Regions from separate parts of the Zea mays genome. Here regions 2 and 3 are each linked to region 1. The links are chromatin contacts, called in public Hi-C maps. All regions are on one chromosome and are shown on one strand. The core of a region is the stretch at or near the end of the contact, and the rest is flanking DNA. Distances in the headings are between cores, read along the strand shown. Region 1 holds the start of LOC732737 (ROUGH SHEATH2-interacting KH-domain protein). Region 2 holds the start of LOC100282042. Region 3 holds the start of LOC100383458.

Region 1 (2,650 bases), core at 107-2,606:
AGATAATTGTCACCATCATAATAGTTAGAAACAAGAAAGGAAAAGATGGAAAACACAACAGTTAATGCATGCAGACAGCCATAAAATAGTCCATTTTATAATTATACAACTAATAAAATAACTGCTGCATTACAGAAATTTCAGGTATATATCACCAAATAAAAGTAGTAAAGTTATTATGGTTACAACAAAATGAAGGCAAGCAGAATTCGGAAGAAAGAATAATATTTACCTGAGATCCAGCAGAGATATGTAGATAGAGGGGCTTCTCACCATCAGGAAGTAAATTTGGAGGGTGATATTTTCCCCTTACAAGGTAAAACAAGTAGTCTCAGGAATGAACCGTCAAAACCAAGAGGGCATGTCAGATGATACCTGGTAATGATGACAGTGTTTGTGCATTTCTGAATCTGTTAAGTATCAGGAACATCATAATTACCTTCTTTGACCATAACGAATGCAAATACAATGTTTTAGAATGAACAAAGTTCATCGGTAACCTAGACTTGTCTGGTTAAGGATTTACCTCTTCTTGTGTTTGTCGTTTTGTAAGCTTATATCGCACAGATGGATCTGCATCGTTTATAACAATTTCCCGTGCAATGACCTCATCTGGTATTTTTGCCTGATAGTAAAAGAGCCACACAAGTAATGACATTTTGACATAGATGCACTCAGATAACCCTAGATTATAATTGTCCACAGTACCTCTCGGAGCCAAAAAACAGTATGGTATGAGAAACATATATCGCACCTGACTCAATTTCTGGGCTGCTGCAGCAGCATTCTGGAGCACCGATGGTGCAATATGGGGCGGCAATGAATACGGAACAGGGACTACACTTGGCAATGTAGCAGCTCCATATGCGGTGACGCCAGGCAGTACAACGCCAGGAAGAGCACCGAAATTCATCACAGGCATCCCCGACACGGCAGCAGCCGTCACCGCCGCGGAGACCAAGTCCTCCGCGGGTTGATCCCACTTCCTCTTCTTCCTAAACAAGAACGCACATGTTTCAGCGGCTCGGCATCCCCAACCCCAGTCTCAACCGCGAGAGCGGCGCGCAGAGCACTAGGTTTCCCGATCCATGACCGTGACGGATAGGAGAGCGAGCGCGGGAGGGTGCTGGGTACCTTTCAGGTCTTTGCCTGCCTGAGGCGGCGGGCTCGTCGGCGACCTTGTGCGCTCGATCCTCCGTCATGGACGATCGCCGACGGGTGGGCTTGCGGATGAATCAGGGAAGGAGACGGGCACAGTCGTCAGCCGGGGTTGGGGACTTGGCCCTTGGGGACTAGGGCGATGAGGGATGAGCCGGTGAGGTCCGGCCGGTTGGACGCGTTGCCCCTTTGCCCTCGTATCCGCGTGTGGTGTTTTCTCTCTCTCTTTTTCCTCTTTTCAGCTAACACAAGTCACACCACATGACGAATATCTCTAATTATCTCTTCGGTACTGTATCTACAGTCTTTCAAATCACCCAGTTTTGTGCGTTGTGCAAGACACCTAAATCCAATATGATACGAAGTCACACGCAACACAACACATCTGAATAGTACTATCTCACTAGGTGAAAGAGAACGAACGATCGAGCACGTTATAAAAATGAATATCTTTTTCAACTCATATCATTCTCGGCCTTTTGGTTAACACTAGCATATAACATGTGCTAATACTATGATCCTAAAGAGAGAAGAGATCGACAGTGGCAACAGCGGCGCGAGGGAGGGGGAGGGAGAGGCTAGGAGCGACGAGATCATGGGGGAGGGAGAGGGGGAAGGATGAGGGATGATTAAAAGGTAAATGTGTCATATAGTCATTTCTATTAGTTTTGGTGATTAAATGTCCAATACACCATCATGGATTAACTTTTTTGATATAAGTATAAGCACAGATCCACTTGAAGGCAATTGGAATTCAAGTCAAGAAGAGACGAAACAGGGCTTCGGAAATGTAACTTGGAGTAAAATGGTAAATCTATGAGGTTTACACTCTTGAACATGTTGTATAGGTCCATTACAATGTTTCTAGCACTTGCACTTAGTCTCTAACTCCTTTTGTAGCAAAAAATGCATTTTGGACTTAGTTTGGCTCACACTACACGACGGTTCACTTACAGCGACCTACGGTTGGCCGCTTAAAACTTTTAGCGACCCATAAGGATGGTCGCTGTAAGTGTCGTCGCTAAAGGCTTTAGCGACCGACCGTCCATTGCTAATATTGTATATTTAGCGACCAACCGTGGGTTGTTGTACTATAGATTTAGCAACCAACCGTAAGTCATCATACTATACATTTAGCAACCAACAGAAAGTCGTTCTTTTTACGGTTGCTATTAATAATAATATATATTTAATTAAGCACCACAAATCACAGATTTTTATACACAAATCATAAAGCACATACACAGTTAATCAGTATACCACAGTCATAGATCCATCACATAAACACAAAAGCACCATAATTATATATTCACAAAAGCATCACAATTATAATATCATTCACAACTAGATCATTTACAGTTTGTTGAAATGGGAGTACAACGCCACTAGACTGAAGGCGGGTTTGACTGATGCATTCTAATAATAGGTTCAAAAGCACCACAACGACATCACTCCCGCACTGATTGATAATCACAAAGAACTGAATCGGTTC
Region 2 (2,650 bases), core at 79-2,578, 240 kb after region 1:
GGAAGACGAAGATCTTAAAGAAGAAAAGATGGCTTTTCCTACTTTTCGCGCTCGCGTAGTTCGATTACCTCATCCCACCGATGGGGATGGACAAATGCAACGCGAGCGCGAACAGCGTGGACAACGAGAACGTACACAAGGCGGGCATGGTGATGAACGGGTTGCCCATCAGTGTGTACGCATAGGAGACGTTGGGGTGTGCGGCAGCCATGTCCACAGGTTGATGAGCAAGATGCTCGGGCGCATTGGGGATTCACCGCTGATCAGGTTCGGCACATACACATGTGGAGCGTGCGCCGTGTTAGGCACACTCAAGTGGGACATGGCCACTGTCATGGAGTACAAGGCCCTTGCAGCAGGCCGTCGACTACTATGTCAGAGGCACGATGCAGAATATCCAAAGATAACTATTATCAATAATTAGCCAATATAAACTATTTACAAATCTTTACTAATGTTTACAAAATAGCATCTCCCTATATCATTGTTTTTGAGGAAAAAATGGCGTATTAGTATTGACACATCGCACATCCATAGGAAATCTCTTAATTGATTAATAATATTTTGTTGACCACATGTGTAGCTATTAGACAATATATGGGTTTGATATATGAACATGTACGGTGTTTAGTTGCTTATTCTACTTTGTTCTAATTGATGAATAAAAAATGAATGAGTCTTTCCTCCTTTTCCTCCTGTCGGGAGAGCACATCTCATGAAGTGATCCAAAATTAATTACTACTAATGCTTTTATCAGCGGTGTTCGTGTACCGTCGCAACGCACGAGCAACTAACTAGAACAAATAATATTTCATTGAATGATTTATATTCTATCGCAATGCATGACACTCTACTATCATATATAGAACTAATGGTTGCAATGTGCTGGTGAAATAGTTAGATTAAAATAACAATATAACACACATTTGTCCTAAACCCTAAAACCATAAACCCTAAACAATCAAAAGTGTGATAAATATGACACAAATCACCATCAAAATCGGTTCAGTATTAGTTGTTGGTAAAGATTTTAGCGAGGTTGATGACAATATATATATATATAGTTCATTTTCATGTAATCGTTATGAATTAATATTTCATTAAATGATTTATATTCTATCGCAATGCATGACACTCTACTATTATATATAGAACTAATGGTTGCAATGTGCTGGTGAAATAGTTAGATTAAAATAACAATATAACACATATTTATACATAATTTATCGTGATATTATATGTTTCCGTTGTAACACACGGTCACTCACGTAGTTTGATATTATATAGGTAGTGCACTCCTGCCTTCTCGTGGCAGAAACGTGACCAAAGCCGTGTCCATGGCGCGCCGTTCTAAACCCTAAACCTTTCGACCTGCTTTATACTAGACCTCATCGAGAATCTCACGCGTCGGCGACCATGGCGGCGTCTCCGTCTTCTCCCCATGCCGCCCCCGGAGTTAGCGGCCAGAGCCTGTCCCCCTCAGCGCCGTCTCCCCACCTCCCCAACTATTTCAGTAAGTGCCCGCCTTTTCCCCCTCCGCCTCAGACAGAGTGGGAACGGATGGTTGATAAAATGTGAGGTTGAGACTTAGGATCTCGATCTGGTTGATGTTAAATTGTGATTAGCTGATTATACTTGTTGGGAAATGGGTAACCACTTGTCCTTGCCTACTTTCTTTTTGGTTAGAAAAATGACTTGTTTCTGCGACTGCACACAGCCAACTTATGATTCTGTTATGACAATTGATGTATCATATAATTTAGCACGCTCTGTTATTTAATGGTAGCTTATTGTTTTGACGATGGATTGCCCATTTATTCTCAAAAGTAAGGGTGAAAGTGCGGTCATTTTTCATCTTCGCTAAAGTAGTCTGCATGGCGGGAGCTGTTCAAAGCATTTTATTAGCTAAATTAGTTCTCTGTAACTTTCACTTGCATGTTCAAAGCATGCGCCAAATCTCTTACTTTCCCTGCTTATTCTTTTTTCTTCCAATCCTGTCCGCTTAAGATTTTCTCTTCCAACCCTTGGATTGGTGGTCAGATTGAGCTAATACTCAACTTTGCTAATTTGGGGTGCGTTTGGTTGCGGGACAGCTAGGACAGGGTCGTCCCCTTACGTCATCTCTCGTCCCTCTAATTTTGAGGGACAACAGGGGACAACACTGGATAGTCATGTCCCAACCCTTGACCCAGAACCAAACAACCTAATTTAAGGGATCGTCCCATCCCATCCCGTCCTGTCATTGCAACCAAACGCATGGTTGGTTGATGGCAAGGTACAGTGGGAAATTGAGTGTTCTCATGGTGAGAGGTTGAAGCATACTGGAGCTTAGTACTTTGGCCTCGTGAGTTTAAATGTTGATCGAACTAAATCTGGGATTTTCTTGACGCAAAAGAGACTACTTGTGCATATTTATTATGTTTTGTTTTCCATTGGGTGGTTATTCAGTAAAATGCTCTTCAACAAGTACATTGCAGATATATTTTTTTAGATTAGTTATTTATTTCATTCTTAAACGGCGAGGGTAAATTTGTCTATATTTTCCATTATTAATTTTACCAGATTATCAACAAGGTAGACCATAAATAGGGACCTGCATTTGTATCAGTTACCAGGAAGTATAGCACACTTTCCAGAATGTGCACTGAAA
Region 3 (2,650 bases), core at 70-2,569, 180 kb before region 1:
CGGAAAGAGGACAGCCTCACCTGAGCGTTTTTGTATTGACTAGTACTTGGGAAGAAGCATATGGATGAATGTAGTCATGAACTAGGAGCTACAAAATCCCATGTTTTAGATATTAGAAGTCATGGAGGGGACCTAATTATCACTGTGCAATTCTTTATTACTATACTACCACTTCCATTTGTAACGCAAAATTGTTATGATAGGATGGCAAATATACCTGCATTGAATACTTCCTATACGAAAGCATCTATCTCATACAGTTCGGTGACGGTGATACTATGATCTATGTTTAGTCATTTCTCTGCTGGAGTTTCCCTATTTGTTCTGTACCTTATTGTTGGTGATGAAGCCATTGGTTCTTTTGCTGAAAAGAAAGTTTTGTAATCATCGATGTTGGTGCATAAGGGCAGCTCCATTGTGCTTTCTAAGCCGGTGCAAAGAGCACAGTTTTTTTATTTGTTTGGGCTGCAAGGAGTTTACACATTGGAGACCTTTTATGTTTCTAACAAAGCACACGTTGACGTGACAATTTTGTAGTACCTTGTTATGAGAAAATCCTGTAACTCTGCAATTTTGTACCTTGTCAAATATGATGCTATTGAAGTAACTTTGCTTGCTCTTGGCGTATGCATTGCAATTTTACTGTGCTCCCGGGCAAATTTTTTACTGTGCTGAAAATCTGAAAGCGAAGCCGTTCAAGTAGCTTTGCTTGGGCACTTGGCAACGTATCCCATCAGGACAATTAAAATAACGACCGCATTAAAATGATAATAGTAGAGTTGGCTGTTGTGCAAATACTACTTTGAAGTCCCCGCAAGAAGAAATATTGATGAAGTCTTCGAATAGAAGAACCAGGGTTCGTAAAAAATGCAAGTGTAGTGTAGGCACAACTGTCTTTGCGGTAAGGAATGTCAGAATCGGTTTGATTCTCTTTTCTAAAGTTTAAACCTCTAAATTTTTTAAAGTACTTTAATAGAGTGTTCGGAACTGCTTAACCTCATAATTTGTATCGCCGTCATTGCGGCCTTTATTCATTCCCAACTTCCGTCCGATCCATTTGCGGCCGAGATTCTCCCAAGATGTGGTTTCTATTCTATCGCCGTCATTGCGCTCTCCTCCCGTTGTAAACCCAAAGACCTTCGTCGCACGGACCCGTCCTTGCTAATTGCTCACTCCATCGGCGCCGGGTCATCCTCGTGGCCCCGTGCCGCACCGCGAAACCAAAATCTCGCAATCCTAACCTACCCCAGCGACCTAGCGCCGTCGTCGCTCGACCTCCCCTCGCCGCGCCGGGCCCCCCAGAGGGTCTCAGGCCATAGCGAGGAGCCGGGGTTCCGCTCCGACCCGAATCCGAGCCTCCCCCAGGACGCAGCGGGTCTCGTTTCCGTACTCGTAGCAGGTAATCGCGGAGCTCTCCTCCTCCTCGTTCTTTGCTCTGTCAGTGGCGATGCTACTACTATTGGTTCGATCCCTGCTTAGGTTTGATCTAGGGTTTGGAGTTTTTGAGGTGATTTCATTATGCCAATCGCGTTATCGCGCGTAGTTTTGTTTTGGTTTTAATCGGGCGCTTACTGTTGACGAGGTCTGATTAAAATTTCAACTTTCCAGGAAGTTTCGCGCGAGGGATTGATTGTCGAGCTAGAGATGTACGGGCAGGGAGGGAGCTTCAATCCACACTATCGCCATGGCCCGCCTCCGCCCCAGCAGCAAGCTGGGGTAACTGGGTCCTTCCCCCAGCAACCTGTGCCACCGCCTCGGCCACCTTACCCACAGCACCCTGGAGTGCGGCCTCCGGCTGGGCCGTACCAGCATGGCGTGCTGCCACATCAGAACCAGCCATACCCCTTTGCGCAGCATGGTCGGATGCACCAGATGCCAATGCTTCCGCCACAGCAGAGAGGTTATGGGTCGATGCCAATGCCAGGGTCGCTGCCTCCGCAACAAGCTATGCATCAGGCCCCTCCACAGTATCCGCCCCTCCCTCCACCTCCACCTCGGCCGCCTGGCTTTGTTCATGATAATGTGCTGCCTCCATCTCTGCCTCCTCCTCCTCCTCCTTCTCCACCACCACCACCACCACCACCACCACCAGAAGCAGCAGCAGCAGCATCATATTCTCCTCCTCACACACTTGTTGTTGCACAGTCATGCGGCGCAGAGGCAGAAGCAAAAGAAGGTGCATCTGAAGGTGGTCGTTTTGCCAAAACTCTGGAAGCAGCTACTCAGCTAATTGTTTCTGATGACTCAGATATGGACATGGATGGTTAGCACTCCCCTTTCCCTCCCCTATCTCAGTACAGTGATACTATTACTCTGTTTGAAACTTGCACATTATTTACACTGCTGCATTTGGTGTCACAGCAATGTCATCTGATAGTCCATACGGTGAAAAACATCACTGTGCATGAATGTTGTACCTGACTTTGGCATTTTAGATTATTTTTCACTTCGACATGTTTCTAAACATTGACTTTGTAATGCAATTTCCAGGGGATGAGGACTCTCCATCAAAGCAGCCCCTTACCCCAGAAACTTCTTTGCCTGTGACTGTTGAATGTACTGGAAATGTTAATGTGTCAAAGTTCAGTGATGTTTCAACTGAGGACAATGCTAAAACTGCGGATGCAACTGAGGACAATGCTAAAACTGC

What was found. A called contact is a pair of places that touch in the nucleus more often than the background predicts.
Region 2: a contact with region 1 is called in a Hi-C map of tassel, with 4 times the contacts expected there. The contact joins the promoter of LOC100282042 here to the promoter of LOC732737 in region 1. A contact is called at or near these places in 4 of 25 Hi-C or Micro-C datasets (ear, endosperm, leaf and 1 more).
Region 3: a contact with region 1 is called in a Hi-C map of tassel, with 2.1 times the contacts expected there. The contact joins the promoter of LOC100383458 here to the promoter of LOC732737 in region 1. A contact is called at or near these places in 2 of 25 Hi-C or Micro-C datasets (ear and tassel).

Annotation. Positions count from the first base shown.
Region 1 is chr1:26,191,285-26,193,934 of Zm-B73-REFERENCE-NAM-5.0, reverse strand. LOC732737 (ROUGH SHEATH2-interacting KH-domain protein) reads right to left here and starts at 1,356. Exons shown (of 12, transcript NM_001112366.2): 1 at 1,135-1,356; 2 at 755-995; 3 at 527-625; 4 at 376-410; 5 at 233-308. The coding sequence starts at 1,202.
Region 2 is chr1:25,949,824-25,952,473 of Zm-B73-REFERENCE-NAM-5.0, reverse strand. LOC100282042 reads left to right here and starts at 1,328. Exons shown (of 9, transcript NM_001154955.2): 1 at 1,328-1,513. The coding sequence starts at 1,417.
Region 3 is chr1:26,372,406-26,375,055 of Zm-B73-REFERENCE-NAM-5.0, reverse strand. LOC100383458 reads left to right here and starts at 1,319. Exons shown (of 7, transcript NM_001176106.1): 1 at 1,319-1,399; 2 at 1,609-2,263; 3 at 2,491-2,650. The coding sequence starts at 1,645. LOC100273068 reads left to right here. Exons shown (of 3, transcript NM_001147517.1): 3 at 1-235.